3 separate regions of the Zea mays genome follow, and all the other regions are linked to region 1. Evidence: chromatin contacts called from public Hi-C data. All regions are on one chromosome and are shown on one strand. Each heading gives the region's core, a stretch centred on a gene start, on an enhancer-like site or on the middle of the called end of the contact. The rest is flanking DNA. Distances are from core to core; before and after follow the strand shown.

Evidence for each region. A called contact is a pair of places that touch in the nucleus more often than the background predicts.
Region 2: a contact with region 1 is called in a Hi-C map of leaf, with 3 times the contacts expected there. The contact joins the promoter of LOC100274938 here to the promoter of LOC100274454 in region 1. A contact is called at or near these places in 9 of 25 Hi-C or Micro-C datasets (bundle sheath, ear, endosperm and 3 more).
Region 3: a Hi-C map of leaf shows a contact between it and region 1, with 4 times the contacts expected there. The contact joins the promoter of LOC100283850 here to the promoter of LOC100274454 in region 1. A contact is called at or near these places in 4 of 25 Hi-C or Micro-C datasets (bundle sheath, ear, leaf and 1 more).

Annotation. Positions count from the first base shown.
Region 1 is chr2:44,763,856-44,766,673 of Zm-B73-REFERENCE-NAM-5.0, forward strand. LOC100274454 (ETHYLENE INSENSITIVE 3-like 5 protein) reads right to left here and starts at 1,444. Exons shown (of 1, transcript NM_001148813.1): 1 at 1-1,444. The coding sequence starts at 1,371.
Region 2 is chr2:44,600,858-44,603,564 of Zm-B73-REFERENCE-NAM-5.0, forward strand. It overlaps LOC100274938, which reads left to right and starts at 1,303. Exons shown (of 1, transcript NM_001149181.2): 1 at 1,303-1,911. The coding sequence starts at 1,419. The coding sequence ends at 1,694.
Region 3 is chr2:44,928,048-44,930,816 of Zm-B73-REFERENCE-NAM-5.0, forward strand. LOC100283850 reads right to left here and starts at 1,311. Exons shown (of 2, transcript NM_001156748.1): 1 at 1,186-1,311; 2 at 413-1,064. The coding sequence starts at 1,242. The coding sequence ends at 507.

The sequences.
Region 1 (2,818 bases), core at 194-2,693:
TCGGACTGCCACCGCGTCTTTCGCCTCGTGCTCGCCATCATCGGTCCCCTGCAGGCAGCGGTAATAGAGCTTCATGAGCTCCTCGATCGAGCTGCGGTCGGCGTAGGGCACGCAATCTATGTCCGGAAGCGGCAGCAACTCCTTGCCGACGTCGACGCCGCTACTGCCCGTGTGCCCGGGGCCGCCGACCTTGCGCTTGCGCTTCTCGACGTGCGCTGCCGCCATCGGAGAATCGCCACCGGCGTCGGTGTCGGGGCCACCGTCGTCGTCCTCTTCCTCCTCGAGCGGTGTGATCTGCAGCGCGCGCTGCGCGTGGCGGTCCAGCGCCTCCTCCTGGGTGATGACCTTGGACCAGGTGTCGGCGTCCCTGGCGCTCATCTTGTGCTGCAGCCGCTTGGACTGCCAGACGAGCTTGCGCATCTGGTCGAAGCGCGGGCTGAGGTGCTTGATCACGGCGCTGAGCAGCGAGATCTTCCAGGCCTTCTTGAGGTCGTGGGGCTTGCGGTACGGCGGCGGGCCCTGGTGCGCCTGCGCCTCGCCCTGCGTGCCCCACCAGGCCTCCCGCCCCGTGGGCCACCACGGCGGCGCCAGGCCGCGGTCCAGCGGGAAGCTCCGCTGCGGGGGCTCGCAGTGCTGGATGAGCGCCGACAGCAGGGACCCCAGCGTGCTGTCCTGGATGTCGTGGAGGCCGTGCAGGAAGGACGCCGCCATCGGGCTCCCGGGGTCGTCCAGGCCGGCGGCGGCGGCCACGGACAGCGCCAGCGGGCCCGCCCGCTCGAACCCCACCTCGTCCTTCCACCAGCCGCGGAGGCTGTCGGAGGAGCCGGACACGGGCACGCCGGACTCGTTCACCACGCCATACACGAACCCGCGCGCGTTGCACGCCTCCATCATCTTCAGCATGTGCCGGATGACGCCGTCCTGCGCCCGGAGCATCGCCTTGCGCCGGTACCGGCTCTCGGGCGACTCCTGGTGGTCCTTGGCCTGCTGGAGCAGGGCAGACGCCGTCGCCGGGTGGTCGTCAGCAAAGGGATGGAGATGGAGCGGGAGCTGGGCCTCGCGGTCGCGGCCCGAGCGGCCCTCGAGCTTCATGAGCAGCAGCTGGTCCTTCCACATGCGCTTCTTGAGGTCAGCGATCTCGATGGACTCGGAGCCCGACTCGGAGTCGCTGAAGAACTCCTCCTGGCTTTCGGGTTCCTGCTGGTCAGCGGCGGTAGCATGGTGGTGGTGGTGGTAAGGACCGGCGCCCAGGACGGCCTTGCCCTTGCCCGTGTCATTGTTGTCGTCCTTGTCTTCGTCCATGGTCGTTGGCTTGTTGGGAGGATGGGAAGGCTTCTGATAGTAGTCGATGCTTTCGCAGTAGTTCTCCATGATAATGTGGTTTGGCTACGATCGTGTACTCACTCGTGCGTGTAGTGACTGATATGACTGAGAAAAGATGGTGGGGGCACTGGCCACTGGCCACGCTCGAGCTCGCCTAAAAAGGTGCCGCGGAACCTCTCCGTGGCGCGGAGAAGGTTGTAGAACTCGCCGTGGCAACGCCTCGGAGGCGGAAGGGCCACCGTGCGTCGCCTTGTTAGGGAGTATAATATCGCACTTCAAATTACTAGCATGCACGTGCTAGGCTGGCTCTAACTCTCGTCAATTTACCCTTAGCTAGTTAGCTTTGCTGCAGATCACTTTGAACTGATGGTGGCAGCCATGGCGCCGATCGACATGCCTATTTGCTTTAGATTAAAGCCCATTATTTAGACTGGTGCAGCTATAATCTAAAAAGACAACTATTTAGACTGGTGCGGCTGCAATCTAAAAAGACAAAAATATTGTATAAGAAGTAGAAGCCTATACGTATTAAAACCCAGCAAACATCAGTATGGACTGTAACTGTAGCAGACATGTCTTTTCTGTATACTGACGACGTGATCCTTGACCAAATGACCATATACCTGAATACCTGATCGACGATTTCAGAAACCCAAGAAGAAGGCGGACGGCGGCGGAGCCGGCAGTGACCAATGGAACCATGACCAGTTGAGCACTAGAGTGTAGAAGCTTCCTTACGGTACGGCGCTAGTCTGGCAAACATCCAACGACTACCACCACGACAACAGAAGCGATAATATATCATTCACGTGATCACGTCCCGCGTCCGCGTGCATGTTTCCGACGACGTACGTACGTAGCGCGCGGCGGTCGCACGCAATTCTGAGACGGATCATCAGCTTACAGCATGCTGCGCGCACTGTGCGGCCGGCGTAGTATGGCATGGACGACGTCACGGACGTCACGGTCGACGCGTGGGCACGACGGCGGAGCTTAGCTCTGTGCATGCGCGCCATTTTGCCACGATTCCATGCCGCATTAGCGTCGTCGCTGACGTAAGGAATAAGCTTCTTACGGAGTAAGAATGCAGGGGCAGTGCCAACAATACTCGAGTTTTTTTCCACATCACCAAGAAATCGCGTGTGCAGGAACTATACAACATTCGACCCTAAAACTATCCACGTGGGGTCCATCCTCATCTTCTGTCCAATCCGTTTAGTTCCTTGACCAGCCTGATAGTGAGCCGCCGCCGCCGCGTAGTGACGAGCAGCTACCGGCGGCGGCACGGGGAGCACCAGCCAGCAACGAGATGCGCGTTCGCCAAGGCGTGCCAGAGCGGGCGATCGCGCGCTCGGCATGCATGCAGCGGCCGCTGCCCGCTGGCGAGGCTTTGGCTGCATAGCCGTGTGCAGCGAGCGAGCAGCGGCCAACAGCAGAGCGGATAGTAGCGGCCAGCAACCAGCATCAAGGCGTGCGCGACGAGCAACAGCGGCCG
Region 2 (2,707 bases), core at 53-2,552, 160 kb before region 1:
CGGCGTATGTACGGCAGCACTCTATGCACTACATCCGGACAACATGTGTACGAAAGAGATTTAAAAGGTGATATAATATATAATAGTTGATTTAGAGTTTAGATATAGAGTAAATATGACTGCGGAGGATTGTGATATAGGTAAAGAATTTTGCTGACAATGATATAATATTTCTTTTTTAGTAGAAATTTAGAGGTGTTTGAGTGCAGATAGCTAGAGCAAAACTACACTGCCAACAGATGGCTAGAGGGTCTGTTCTAGACTCGAGTTGCCTGTGAAGATAGTCTTCAGTTCTTCACCCGCTGAAAAACTACGTCTACTCTGCTATGGTTCTAAACGTGTGTGATGTTTAATTCCGCCAATATAATGATGTAATAATTATGGATAAATCTTCCTATTTGTATCCTTCTAAAACAATTATTCATTATGTATGGACCGTGATAAGAACTAAACTTCGATAATAGTATAAATTTTTGGGACTATCATGTTATATTTTATTATGTTATATTTTATTAGGTGGATTTTCCCTCAAATAAATCGTGGACCGTTCCGGCCATCGAAACCAAACCTCACGAGAAATGACTCCCAAACTGAATCATGAAGTACGTGATCGCTGTGAATTGAGTAGGAATTTCTCCCATTCAAGGTACATACAGATACAAACATGAATGGCTTTATTTGAGAACAAAGTTTTTGAAAACCACAGTATTTAAAATACTATAACATACTTTAATCAAGACAATACTATAGTTTAAAATATTAAAGTTTTGGAAACTGAGGTCCAGACCTAGATTTAGAATACTTTAAAACATTACAGTTTTTGCAATACTTCAGTTTGAAAACATAGATTTTAGCTAGCTTGTAAAACACCATTTTGTATGTAATACTACAGTATTTGGAAATACTGAAGCATTTTTCCAAAACTGTCAAACAAACTTCACTACCAAACACCTGTATATTGTACTGTATGTATCGATCGGTTTGAAAAATCTGTCGATGGGTCTCTTGATCGGCTGTACCGGCCAACAGTGAGACTGTCTGCTACTCACTCATTAATCGATGTGAGACTAGTAGTGATAGGTCGTTTAGGCTCGGTTGTCCTACACAGCCACAGCTACGGCTTAAAAACAAAATACTCGCATCAAGCCGTAGTGAACAATAGTATATTGGCGTCTCACCAATAATCCTGGTACACCAAAAAGTCAATCAAGCCGTCAAACTCCCCGCAACTACACGCAAATTTACCTTCCTTGCATGCCAAGTCTGTGCTACATAACTAGGGCCCTCCTCTCTATGTCTCTCTATAGTCGAACTCTATAGATACATCGCCTTGACGCTCCATCCTTGCACAAACGCAACTACGAGAGAGAAGGACAAGGAAAAAAACAGGGGACAAGATCGAGTGAGAAAGAGGAGATATGGCGTCCATAATAACAGGAGATTTCGCGGAGGCCTACGTACGGAAGAACGCCTGCGAAGAGGAGACGAGGAAGGCAGAAGCAAGCACCGCCGGCGGGGTGGCGGCGGCGGCGACACCAGGAGACAAGAAGGCCGACGCTAGTGCATCATCCGAGAAGAAAGTGGCCAAAGAGGCTGCAGCTGGTAGCAACAAGGGAGAAGGAGGCAGTCTCTTCGGGCTGCTGAAGAAGAAGGTTCACCCCAAAGTCGGTGGAAGTTCAGGAGCTTATTCTTGACCTCCTGTATGCATCTGCGCGTGGCTACAAGCATGCTGCATGCATGCAAGAAATTTCAGAATTTTACCCGTGTCCATCTTGAAGTGGTTTCAGTTCAGATTTTTGGCCTTTTTCGTTACTTTCCCTTTCATCCTCCTTGAATAAGATGTACCTGTTTGTTTGATAAAGAGGTGGAAGTAAAATGTTTAGGGGAAAGGAAACGAAGCAGTTCTTTTCACCATCTTTCTCTACTTTTTTTTGACTATCAACGGAGGAGGAGGGCCCCCACCTGGTTAGTTATATTGCCATTATACCAAAACATGCCTTGAGGATACAGGAGATCAGAGGAAGTACATGAGACGGGGTAGAGGAGAGAGGTGATTTCATTGGTGGCCTATGCCATGTCTAGGATCCTACACCAGTTCGCCACAATTGGAAGGTCCTCACGACAGAGTCTGCACTTCCATATATTGGCATCCGATTGGCAAAGCGAGTTGTTTCGCGAGGGGAGCTCTTTGCGGAAAACGACGGCGTTACGGCCTTTCCAGAGTTGTCAACATCAAAGGAGAACGAAGGTGCTGAACAATTTGGGGGAGGTTTGGGGGCCCTGCAGGCTGGGGAGGACATTTTGTTCATCCGAGTCGATCCTCACACCCAGAAACGAAGCGGTTCATTTCACATCTTAGCTCTCCCTACTGATGAAAACAACTTCAATATTTGGCCCTACAAAGTCCAACGTAAAAACGAAGTCATGTTTTTTGCTACCGATATTTTGTCCCTACATGCTACTGGTTCCAAGTCTTGCTCCTCTTTCCATGCTAGGCTCCTAAAGTGAAGCTTTTAGCTGACAACACAGTGTCTCACAAGTCACAAGTCACAAGTTCCAACCAGAGAGTTCGACACTTGTACAACGTGAGACAACGACTCAATGCGGCGACTTTTGTCCTCTTCGCTGATGATCTTCGGGCGGGGATGCGAGCTCTACTTAGCTATGGCCAGCAGGTGGTACATATAGCCCTATAAAATACTGTTTT
Region 3 (2,769 bases), core at 61-2,560, 160 kb after region 1:
TATCTTCCTCCACACGTAATCGTAATGATACTCAGATTCTCCTCACAGCCAGATTCTTCCCACAGTCAAATTTTCAGAAAAGTTGGTCAGAAAAAATAACTGAACCAAACACGGCCTTCGCAATCACTCGCAATCACATATTAACGATAGCTAGGCACGGAGAAACCAATGCCAAGTGGCAAATGACCGCCATCCGGTGGCAAGTGAGCTGATGCAGACACATAACCAACCTACCACACGTCGACACCCCACCAGCTGAGTCAAACTCAGCTAGAAATAATATAGGACAGGCCTTGGACAGCAGGAATGCTGCTTTTATTCTCCCCGTACGCACTAGCAGAACCTCCTCGTGCAAAAACAAGGCGGCGAAAGCGAAACCAATCGCGCGATCACGCAGCGTCTCCACAAGACGAACGCAATCCGATGGGATCGGTCACTCACATACAGTAATTACACACAGCAGAGGCAGGAGCTAGCCTCTGTCGATGATTTACTACTGGTCGTACCTAGAGCGCGGTCACGGTGGCCTCGGCCTCGCCGGCCGGCGAGCGTCGCGGCTCCTGCCGCTTCGTCTTGCACTTGTCGACGACCGCGTACAGGCGGTAGGGCGACGCGTCGGTGGCGAGCCACTGCTCGACGGTGAAGAGCTGCTGCGCGCACCCGAGGTGGGGCCCCGTGACCGTGGCCTCGAGGTAGTTGCAGTACCAGCCGTGGTGCGCGCCGGTGCCGTCGGAGGTGAGGTTCATGGCGCAGGGCGCCTGGCTCATGCAGGGGCCCCGGCCGCTGAAGATGTCCAGGTTGCCGCGCTCGTAGTAGTCGTGGCCGGCGCCCATGAGGCCGCCCCACCCCGCCAGGTCCCGGATCCGGATGCCCGTGCCGTCGGGGCCCAGCAGCGTCACGCCGATGGTCGAGTCCGTGCCGCCCTTCCAGATGGACCCCGTCCGCACGTACACCGTGTACACGCACTGGTTCTCCGGGTCCGACTCCAACTCCGACTGCGACGGGGCGCCCGCGCCCCTGACGACGGCCGCCGCGCGCGACGCCGACGCCGACGCCGCGTACGCCTGATGAATCAAGCAAATAAAGGCGCGCGCGGAGACGGAGCGAATAATCGATTCAAGAGGCGACTTCGTAGGCGCCACAGCGCAATAGCAGCAGACAGCAGATGACCGATGATGTGCTTACCGCGGTGGCAAAGAAGGCGAGGAGGAGAAGGCAGGGAGAGAGGAGCTTCAGCTTCATGGCACCCCCGGAGCGCGGAATCCTTGGCTGCTACGATCTGATCTGAATCTGATGAATGGGAGGCTGTCTAGCCGTGGGCGGCGGCCTGGTGGAGAACTATATGGGGGTCGACCGGCGACGGCCCCACAGGACAGTGATAGATTTGATATGGGGACAGGGCCGGCCCTGAGGGTATGCAAGATATACGACCGCTCAGAGCCCCCAAGATCATTAGAGCCCCCGTATGTCTAGATTATGTTCAAATACATATATGTTACAGGTAAATCTCTATTCTCGTTCCTTTGTTGTCTCTCTCTCATTTTTTGTCAATCATCTCTTCGAGGTCGTGCAACATTCTGCTTATGAGGAATACTAAATATTGATTGATGCGGGGAGACCGAAAGGTATTGTACACCTGTGCCTGTCGCGTTGCTCAATTCTAGCCTACCGGAGGGTCCACCTTGATAACCTACGTTGCTTAATCCAAGTTTAGTTTGCTGAAATTTGTTTCTAGAAAATTTGCTCTAATGTATTTAAATTTGGTTTACTGTGCATTTTAAGGTTTAGGCTAGTTTGACAAATTAAAAGTAAAATAGTCGCTCTCAAAGCAAATATAGAGTTATATTACATAGTCTGTGTAATTTTACAACTCATAAAATATTGTAACAGTCTCGAGTCATATCATTTTAAAAAAATATGTAAATCATCAACTTCCTTTATTTTTTAAGATATCATTTAAAGTTAAAAAATAGTAAAATCAAACGTTCGTATAGGGCCTCCATATAGATTTTCGCTTAGAGCCCTCAAAATGTCAGGACCGGCCCTGTATGGGGAGGAGGAATCCAAATTCCAAAGGCAGCAGCATATTCCACGGCTTCAAAAAAGAAAAAGAAAAAGTTCAGCAACGTAAGGGTTTGTTCGGTTATTCCCAAAACACATGGATTGGATGGGATTGGAAAAAAATGAGAAGAGGTTTGACTTGTTTGGGTTTCAAACCCATCCAATCCCACTCAATCCACATGGATTGAGAGCTAACCGAACAAGCCCTAAATAGGACAGGCGCGAGCGCGAGCGCGACGCTGCCGGCCGGCCTCGTGGGCCGAATCCCGATCCACGTCCACCAGATCCGAACTCGAACTATACAAGTGGAAGCACTGGCAGTGGCAGGACAATAAAGCCCGGCCGCGTGGCGCGTGCACGTGAAACTCGCCTAGCGGTGGTAGGTAAATTCTGCGGTTCGCTCTTCGCTGGTAGAGTCATCACTCATCAGCATAGCAGGGGCCGAGCCCGTACGCGTGCGTTCAATAGCATGGGCGGCTACGTGGCGACTGGTGGGTGGTGGATGTTGAGAAATACTCCCTCCGTTTCGTTTTAATTGTCGTTAGATAGTGCAAAATTGAACTATTTAACGTCAACTAAAAAGAAACGGAGGGAGTACTAATTAAAGGTTATATGATCAAATACCGAATATGTCCTAAGGGCTATCATGTCTCTCTCTATATATAACATGTACCCCTCATATAAAATACATAAGAGAAAGATGTCATA